Linked DNA regions of Triticum aestivum: region 1 is linked to region 2. The links are chromatin contacts, called in public Hi-C maps. All regions are on one chromosome and are shown on one strand. The core of a region is the stretch at or near the end of the contact, and the rest is flanking DNA. Distances in the headings are between cores, read along the strand shown. Region 1 holds the start of LOC123046135 (protein BREAST CANCER SUSCEPTIBILITY 1 homolog). Region 2 holds the start of LOC123046134.

Region 1 (4,525 bases), core at 661-3,160, 220 kb before region 2:
AAAGTGAAATGGATGTTTTCAGTCAGAGAAGTAAGCTCTTTTGTAAATACAGAAAGATAAGCTCAAATCTTGCATGGAACATACCATTCAGCACATTTCTCGTGGACATGGAGAACATTAGATTTCCATGCTTGATCATCCTTCACTAGTGCTTCATCCAAACAATGCAACAAAGGGCCAGTACACTGAGTTTTAAAAAGTACATTAGATTATGCAGTATACAAACAGTCAGTGGCATCGCTAGTCAAACAGCGGTGGGTGAATAAAGCACACAGATCAAATTTTGCCCATTGTCTGACCTCACTGATTTCGGAAGAGTGACAAAACTCGCATTTCCATGCAGCATTCATACTTGGTTGTTCTGCATTGATGTTTGCAATCACATTAGTGTCTTCCATTTCTGGAAATTCAGAAAGGTAACTAGTTAGAAACTAAATAGTACTTACTTTCACTCTGATCTGAGGATTTTTGCCTCTTCAGTCCTCTAGTACTGTCATCTGTTACATTTGGCCCTCTTTTCAAAGTACTCTGAGGAGGTGATCCGCTTGTTATCTGACAGAATGACCGGTTTCAGGAGTGAGATTTTTCATTATAAAGAGGATATACCAGATGCAAAGAGAGGGAAAAGCAAATTTGCTTGTAGAAACAAGTTATTACTCTGCAAAAGATAGAATATTACCAACTCTCCTTCAAGGTCATTGCTATCACATTCCAGATCCCCAGAGCCAACAGGAGTTTGAGACCCACACGGTCCTGTCTGTACAATAACCGTTGGCTCAACTGCCACATCATTAGTTCTGTTTCCTGGTGCAGGATCCATTGCTTGCACACCATCAGCATTTTCATTTGCAGGTCCAGATGCTTGGTTACATGGCAGCTTTGAAGCATCCAGGTTGTAAGAACTTGTCGTTCCTGATTCTGGAGTTCCTTGAGATGTAGCCTTTGCAACTGACCAAAAGAAGAATTTTTCAAATCAACCAACATACTAGTATGGTCTCGCAACTAGAAGAAACCTTGTGCTTATTGTTCTGAGAGCACAAAAACAGGAATTGGTCAACAGTGTACCATGAATGTCTGCTTGAGTCCCGAGCTGCAGAGACATGCTGCTGACCGTAGAGCTTATGCTCCTCTGAATGTTCACTAACGCCTCAATTTGAGAAGCAGGTCTTAAATCTGCAAGTGGTTTCGATATCAGGCGAGCAATTAGTGAAAACTCCGTAACCAAACGCCACGGTTTACCACGATGTGTACCTTGAGGATGGTAGACTAGTTTGCAAATGGCGCAGCTGTGGCCATTCATAGCCTGCGGAGTGGCACATTTGCTGGAAAAATTCAAGAAATTCGTCACAAGGCGATGTGAGTAGAGAGAATGGCACATCGGTTAGGTTGTAAGAGTAGTAACCTGCAGCATGTGTGGCAACACGGCAGCATCGTAGGCGCGCTGAGCAACTTCAGGCTGCAAAAAAAAAAAAATGAGATCGTCAGTCGTTACAAATCAAGGAGGCAAAGCTTTACCCGGACCCAGATCTAGGAAAGTCCACTTTTTTGTATGCAAGTATTATCGGTGCTCATATTGTATGGGATCCTCGCGAGAAGCATACAAAGTTGTAGCCTCAGTCCGCATCTGGATCCAGAGAACTAAGATGCGGGGTGGGGGGGGGGGGGGGGGGAAGGGAAGGGAGGGCGAGGCGGCGTACCAGACGGGGCAGGTGAGCTCCAGCTCCATCTTCTGCACGTTGAGCTTCAGCGGGTTGACGAACCTCCTCATGCCCTCCATCTCCGCCGCTCCTGACTAACAACACTCCAGACGAAGAAGGGTTGTGCTGTGATGGCGCGAGGAGGCTAGCTCTGGAGGCGGTGATGGTGAAATACCCGGGGCGGCTCTGGAAATGGGGGGGGGGGGGGGGGGGGGGGAGAAGTGGCGCCAGCGGGAAGGAGGAAATGTTTCGAGGGCGCGTGGACGCGGCTCGGAATCGGGCGCCATCCGCGCGAAATTTTCGGGCAGGGCGGCGGGGGGAGCTTCTGTGGGAAAACTGGCTGCTTTGCAGGAAGGGTGCGTAGGATTGGCGGCGACAGCAGGAAGACCTAGCAAACCCCGGTCCACCTCCGGCGGCAGCTGATGGATACCTTTTTTTTTTCGAGGAAAGCTGATGGATACCTCCTATTCATTGACCTGCACGGCGGGTAGCACGCAAACGCGAACCCCCGCACGCTTTTGGGCCAGCCCAAGCGCGGGGCGGGCGCCCTGTTTTATTTTGTAAAACAAAATGCTTCATTATTAAAAAATGTTCAGGGTTTCAACCAACAATCGAATTTAAAAATATTCACCAATTTTAGAAATGTAGTAGGATTTTAAAAATGTGGAAAATAATGTTCTTGACAACATAAATTGTTTCCAATTTTCAAAAATGTCCGTGAATCCAAAAAAGTTCCCAAATTTGAAAAAATATGTGAATTTGAAAACAAATCATGAACTCAGAAAATATTCATGAGTTTTAAAAATATGTTCATGGATTTCAGAAAATTTTCATGAATTCAAAATATGTGCACAATTTCGAAAAATGTTCCCGGATTTGGAAAAGGAATGTTTCTTTTTTTTGAAAAATCGTGTTTTCAAAAAATATTCATGAGTTTTAGAAAAATGTTTGTGGATTCTAGAAAATGTTCGCAATTTTGAAACTAATCACAATTTCAAAAACAAATTCATGACTTGTAAAAATGTACATGAATTCAAAAATATCCGCATTTCAAAGTTGTTGAGAATTCTAAAAAAGTTCATGATTTGAAAAATGTTTGTGAATATGTAAAAAAGTTCATAATTTCAAAAAATAACATGGATTTGTAAATACATGTTCATGATTTAAAAAAATGTTCAAGATTTCAGAAAAATCACAATTAAAATAATGTCCGTAATTTAAAAATTGTTCATAATTTCAAAAGGCATTCGCGAAATTGAAAGATGTTCACAACATGAAAAACAACAAGACAAATAAAAAAGGAAAAGAAACAAAAAAGAACATGAAATAAAAAAGAAAAAAGAAAAAATGTATGCACTACTTTGGATCGGCCCAAATTCATGTAGCCATCACGGTCGGGTGTGTGTTTGGTCGACAACCTTCAACCTACGCGATAAATAGGAACCACCCAACTGATGTGTCACCAGAGCTGGCTACTTGGGTCGTGCCAGGCATACCCAGCATGTGATGGGCCCACACGATTCAGCGGGAAATGCCAGACGGGGCAGGTGAGCTCCAGCCCCATCTTCTACACGTTGAGCTTCAGCGGGTTGACGAAACTCCTCATGCCCTCCATCTCCGCCGCTCACGCCCGCGCTCCTGGCTAGCACTCTCCACACGAAGAAGGGGTGTGCTACGATGGTGCGAGAACGCTAGCTCTGGAGGCGGTGAAATACCCGGGCCAGCTCTGGAAATGGCGGGGAGGAAGTGGCGCCATCGGGAAGGAGGAAATGTTTCGAAGGCACGTGGACGCGGCTCGGAATCGGGTGCCATCCGCGGGAAATTTTCGGGCAGGGCGGGGGGAGATTCCGTGGGAAAACTGGCTGCTTTGAAGTTGAAGGAAGGGTGGCGACCTAGCCACCAATCGTGGAGCGCGGCCTAGCAAAGCCCACCTTCGGCAGCAGCGACAACTGGAGACCTCCTTTTCATTGACCTGTGCGGCGGGAAACACGCAAACGCGCACCCCCGCACGCTTTTGGGCCAGCCCAAGCGCGGAGCAGGCGCCTGGTTCTTTTTTCCCGTTTTTGTAAAACAAAATGCTTCATTATTAAAAAATGTTCAGGGTTTCAACAAACAATCGAATTTAAAAATATTAACCAAATTTAGAAATGTTGTCAGATTTTAAAAATGTGGAAACAAAAAATGTTTCCAATTTTCAAAAATGTCTGTGAATTAAAAAAAGTCCCACATTTGAAAAAATAAGTGAATTTGAAAACAAATCATGAATTCAGAAAATATTCATGAGTTTTAAAAATATGTTCATGGATTTCAGAAAATTTACATGAATACAAAACACGTGCACAATTTCGAAAAATGTTCCCGGATATGGAAAAGGAATGTGATTTTTTTTTGAAAATCATGATTTCAAAAAATATTCAGGAGTTTTAGAAAAATGTTTGTTGATTTAGAAAATGTTCGCATTTCTAGAACAAAATCATGACTTGTAATAATATACATGAATTCAAAAATATCCGCATTTAAAAAATGTTGAGAATTCTAAAAAATGATTTGAAAAATGTTTGTAAATGTGTAAAAAAGTTCACAATTTTTTAAAAAATAACATGGATTTGTAAATACATGTTCAAGATTTCAAAAAAATGTTCAAGATTTCAGAAAAAACACAATTAAAATAATGTTCATAATTTAAAAATTGTTCATGATTTCAAAAGGCATTCGCAAATTTGAAGATGTTCACAACATAAAAAAGAACAAGAGAAATAGAAAAGGAAAAGAAACAAAAAAGAACATGAAATAAAAAATAAAAAAGAAAAAATGGTATGCACAACTTG
Region 2 (5,195 bases), core at 1,727-4,226:
AAAAGTTGTTCATCTTTGTTGTACAATTTTTTCAGATTTTTGTTGTATTTTATTTGAATTTACTGTTCATCCATGAGTTTTCACATGTTTACTATGGATTTTCACATGTTTTATACTAACTTCTTATAGGTAGGGAAGAAGAGAGAAGGCAGTATGCTCTTTTCTCTTTGTGCCACAATACAAATAATCTCCGTAGTATTACCTTTTCGGGCGCAGTTGGTACAGAGCAGCCCGCTGTCTTCAATGACGCGAATCATCATCGCTCTGTCTGCTACTAGTAGTAACTAATTCTGGCTGAGGCTGACAACCAACCAAGCAAGAATTTAATTCAGAGAAGCGTCTACGAGCTGTAATTTCGGTTCAAGGCAACCTGACTTCATCCTACTAGATGAGAATGTCAATACTGGTCGTCGCCAGTAACAGAAAGGCATCAAGGGCATCATGACCATTCCCGGAAATTGCCCGGAGTGTGTTTTTATTGGAATTTTGGAGGTCTGGACGCTGGATCCGGAAGTCTTCCCTTGCAGCCTGCACTAGCCCGAGGCAGGCATCAAGTACAGAGTTCCGATTAGCAGCTCCCTGGGACGAACAAATCGACAAGCTTTCGGCGGTGCACCCTTTGAAGGCCGATTTTGGTGCTTTGACCTTTTTGCAAAAGTTTAGCGAGATTTGACCTTGGTTTGAACTTTTTGCGAGCTCTGACCATTTTTCTACCGTTAGGGTCGATGACGGTAGGGTATAACATCCTATCATCGGGGCCACTGGCGGAAGAGGTGCACGCCCTAACACAAATAATTTTTAAGTATCAAATACAGTGCGTGCTCACCTACCGCCGAGCACCTCGGTGGTAGGAGTACACAGGCTACCGCCAGCCTGTTCCGCGATAGGCCAGCTCTATGATTGCCTACAGCAAGGGGCCTTCGCGGTAGGCTGGTATTACCTTACTGTCTGACCTTGGCGGTAGAAAAATGGTCAGATCCTGCAAATTTTTTGAACCAGTGTCAGATCTTGCTAAACTTTCACAAAAAGATCAAAACACCAAATTTAGCCTCCTCTGGAGTCGTGGCCGCCTGCTACCCGGCGGATCGATGAGTCTATGTCACGAGAGGCGACCCTGCTTCTATCCCAGCCACGCTACGTGCCCAGGCGAGGTGACCGACCAGGGACCCTCTTTCGTGCAACACAAATCTGGATAGACGATTCCACAAGCAACGGCCACGGACTAGCACGATCACATTCGCATCGCCCTCTCTCCCACCATTGACCAGCACCGATACGGTGGACGATGGATGGAAATCAAGATCGACCAAATCAGCAGCGATCCCCGTGTATTTAAATGGAAATCAAGACAGGTCGTAACGGACCAGGTAGGCGCGCAAGGGCCAAAATACTTGTCATCGATCAATGGAAACAACAAGGACCAACTCATCAAAGCTTCCCTACAAAAAACTAATCAAAGCTTTCGTCTGGAAACACGAGTGGGTCCAGACCAGACCACCTTCGTCCCTTGATCCAATAAACAAAATCTAAATGGCTTCAAAACCACAAGGATATACGCATCATCTCATGTAAAGGTCACAACCAATGCCTCTCTGAATAATCAATCGGCACCACGTACTACTGTATACTACTAGTATACGACTACTACGAAACATACACAGATGGGATGACATATCTACCACGCGCCCGGTTCTTTGATCCTTCACCTGGCACGCGGTGGGCGCCAGCTTGCCTGTATTTATTACGGAGCAGAGCTCCGGACCGGGGCGCTCACCCAAACCAAACCAAACCGAATGCGCCCATGCCCACCCAGACACGGAGACGGAAATAAAAACGGGGACCAACAACCGAGCAGCGCACGCCATGCTCGTTGCGTCGCCATACATGGCAACATTTCCGCCACGATCGATCCATCCATCATCGATCGGCTTTTGCTATCGAGTCGAGCGCGGCGCAGACAATAAAAAAGAAGAAGCGAACACGCATGAATGATACGGGAGAAGAAATTAAAGACTAGCAGTGCCAATGCATCGAACGGATAGCGCTAAGTACAACAGCAACAGCAATAAGTTTTCTCGCTAGATCTAGGAAAGAAGACAAGGGGAGGGGATGGGAGAGGCGAGGCGAACGACGAAACCGCTTTGTCTTGATGTGCTGCTGCCCTTCCTCCTCCTCCTGGTGGTGGTTCTTCTGGGCGCCGATGGGGGCGGCGGGCGGCGGCGTCACTCCTTTATCTGGAGCCAGCGGCCGAGCTGCGTGGGGTTGACGACGCCGGGGATGTGGGCCCCGTTCGTCATCAGCAGCCAGGACAGCTCCGCGTACCTCCTCTTCGGCTCGGGCTCGGGCCGCGGGGAGGCGGCCGCGGCAGCGGGTTGGTGGTGATGGCTCGGCTCGATCCGGCGGCCCAGGAGCGTGCCGTGGGTCAGGAACTCGTGGGCCAGATTCCCGGCTAGCAGCTTGCTGTTGCCGGCCCGAGCCGGCTTGGACAGCTCGGCTTTAGCTGCAGGCTCTGGGGCTAGGGCTGGGGCTGGGGCCGGGGCCGGGGCCGGGGCGGGGCCCAGCTGCTGCAGCTCCCGCTCCTTGCGCTTGCCCAGTGCGATACGCGCCGCTTCCAGCTTCTCGCTCAGCGACATATCAACGGCTGGGACCTCGCCACGTCAGCAGCGCCAGCCAAGAGGAGCCGTCGATGGGGAGGAAAGCGGTTTCTGATGGGATATGTATGTATGTGGAGGATGCAAAAAAAGAAAGAAATAAAAACAATTATTGGGAGGGAAAAAAATCTTCAGGAGGTTGATGGCCGTGGGGCCCACCGGGGGCAGGACGGTAACTTCACAGCGCAGGGGCCGAACGAGAGGAGGGGAGGAAACAACGGGACGAGACGAGAGAAAGATCGGAGGAGAGACGGGGAGAGCACTGGAGGAGGGGGAGGAGGCGAGAGAAAATTCTTCTGGCTTATAAGAGACGGGGGGGCGTCAGGAGGGGGGTTGCCTCCTATTTATACTAGAGCGCGCCAGAGAAGGCCCCCGGGCTTCGGAGGGAATTACGCCCGTGCCACCGCGCTTTCGTGCAGAGGGACCTCAGCCGAGGGGCGTGCTCGTGGTTGTGGGGAGACGGGAAGGGTGGATGGGTAATTACGTGCGGTGGTGGGATGTGTGTTCGCGCAGTCGTGTGGCGAGGGGACGGGGTGGATGGGGAATTCCAGGGAGCGTGTCCAGGCAAAGGATTTTGCAGCTGGGTCGATTCGTAGGTCCACCTGCCAGTGGCAGCTGCGTGGAAGTTTTGGGGTGTACGTTTTTTTAGTGTCTCGGCCGCCTGGTGTTTGGGCCCGGATAGGCATATAATCAAGACACTCCTAATTGTAGAAAATTTAATAAAATCAAGACACTCCTATGTTGCTTCCATTTTCCTTTGCTGATAAATCTACAAACTTCTTTTGGTTTCTCAAGTATCCGGTGTGTCCTTGCATGATGAATAATCTCTCCGGATGGGAATATAAGTATGGCACAGGAACTTAGGTCGTCAGTTTAACAGTTGAAATATATATAACATGCCACAAGTATATTTTATATGACAAATAACACATTTTTTGCTAATCAAATCGAAGACGTAAAACAAGAAGATGTCTTAGATGTCAGCTAATACCGCTAATACCAGTTGGGAAATACTCCCTCCGTTCCTAAATATAATTCTTTTTAGAGATTCCAACATGAACTACATGTAGATGTATATATGCATATATATTAGAATGTAGATTTACTCATTTTGCTTGGTAGGTAGTTCGCATTGAAATCTCTAAGAAGACTTGTGTTTAGGAACAGAGAGAGTAATTAGCAACTATACTTACACAAGAAGCAATCCTCTAAAAAGATTTTGTTCCAAAAAAATGCAAGAGATATACAACACTAGAACTGAGTGCATATACATATACAAATTTGCTAATAAACAAACGTCTATTTTTATTTTTTGGCAGGTCAGTCAATTCCCCCCCTCCCACGCGCAGAGCCTCAAGGTGACGAGGGCTCGTCACGTACAAATTGGAGCCGGCGATAATGTGGTTGGCCAAGTCATCATAGATGGAGCCGAGACGGAGGCTTGATTAGTTCGGTTTTGAGATTGTGGCTAGTGTGAAGGCTTGTGAAGTTTGAGGGAAAGCTTGAGGTGACAATGACATGGTAAACACGATATAATGGTAAGATAGGGCGGCGTGTCCGTGAGAATGGCACGGGTGGCGGTAGCAGCCGATTCGATCCGACTATCGGGGTGATGAGGACAGACAGTTCACCAGGCACTCATGGTCATAGGATGTCACGACTCCCGGAGGAAGAACAAAATCATGTGGTTGTTAAATAAAAATTGGATAATAGAGAGCAAAGTGACTAAAGTCAAGAAAAATCCAGCCATATGTGTAATAATAGTCCCATATACATACAAGTGTCGATGTCTTTTTAGTTTTTAAGACGGGCACAGAAAAGTACCAGGCACCTAACCCGTGTTATATGGCGCACTCTGTAAATCACGGAGGGCAAACTCAAACATGTGGAAATGAACAATATCAATCCGACCACGACGAAGACATATTTTGGGCTGGTTTAACTTAAAACATCCAGATGACTGTTAAGTGGAGAGTAAATCCAGCTAGATACGCTGTCGAGTGGAGACTAAATCAAGCTCAAATACTTTAATGGTTGTTCTTTTCTATAAGAAAAGTCGTTATAAAGAGTTACGTCGATGCAATCTTTGACACTGATTCGGATGACTCTGAGTCTCAATATGGATACGTATTAAAAGTGAGAGCAATTAGCTAGAGTCTTGATGACCCACAAGTATAGGGGATCTATCGTAGTCCTTTCGATAAGTAAGAGTGTTGAACCCAACGAGGAACAAAGGGAAATGACTAGCGGTTTTCAGTAAGGTTTTCTCTGCAAGAACTGAAATTGTTGGTAACGAATAGTTTTGTGATAAGATAAATTGTAACGGGTAACAAGCAATGAAAGTAAAATAAGTGCAGCAAGGTGGCTCAATCCTTTTTGTAGCAAAGGACAAGCCTGGACAATTTCTTATAATGAGAAAAGTGCTCTCGAGGACACATGGGAATTATCGTCAATCTAGTTTTCATCACGCTCATATGATTCGCGTTCGGTACTTTGATAATTTGATATGTGGGTGGACCGGTGCTTGGGTACTGCCCTTACTTG

Evidence for each region. A called contact is a pair of places that touch in the nucleus more often than the background predicts.
Region 1: a Hi-C map of leaf shows a contact between it and region 2, with 6 times the contacts expected there. The contact joins the promoter of LOC123046135 here to the promoter of LOC123046134 in region 2. A contact is called at or near these places in 2 of 5 Hi-C or Micro-C datasets (both in leaf).

Annotation. Positions count from the first base shown.
Region 1 is chr2B:578,836,506-578,841,030 of IWGSC CS RefSeq v2.1, reverse strand. It overlaps LOC123046135 (protein BREAST CANCER SUSCEPTIBILITY 1 homolog), which reads right to left and starts at 1,910. Exons shown (of 14, transcript XM_044469421.1): 1 at 1,698-1,910; 2 at 1,403-1,456; 3 at 1,252-1,322; 4 at 1,066-1,173; 5 at 680-948; 6 at 447-552; 7 at 300-361; 8 at 85-185. The coding sequence starts at 1,777.
Region 2 is chr2B:578,615,393-578,620,587 of IWGSC CS RefSeq v2.1, reverse strand. It overlaps LOC123046134, which reads right to left and starts at 2,976. Exons shown (of 1, transcript XM_044469420.1): 1 at 1,990-2,976. The coding sequence starts at 2,633. The coding sequence ends at 2,223.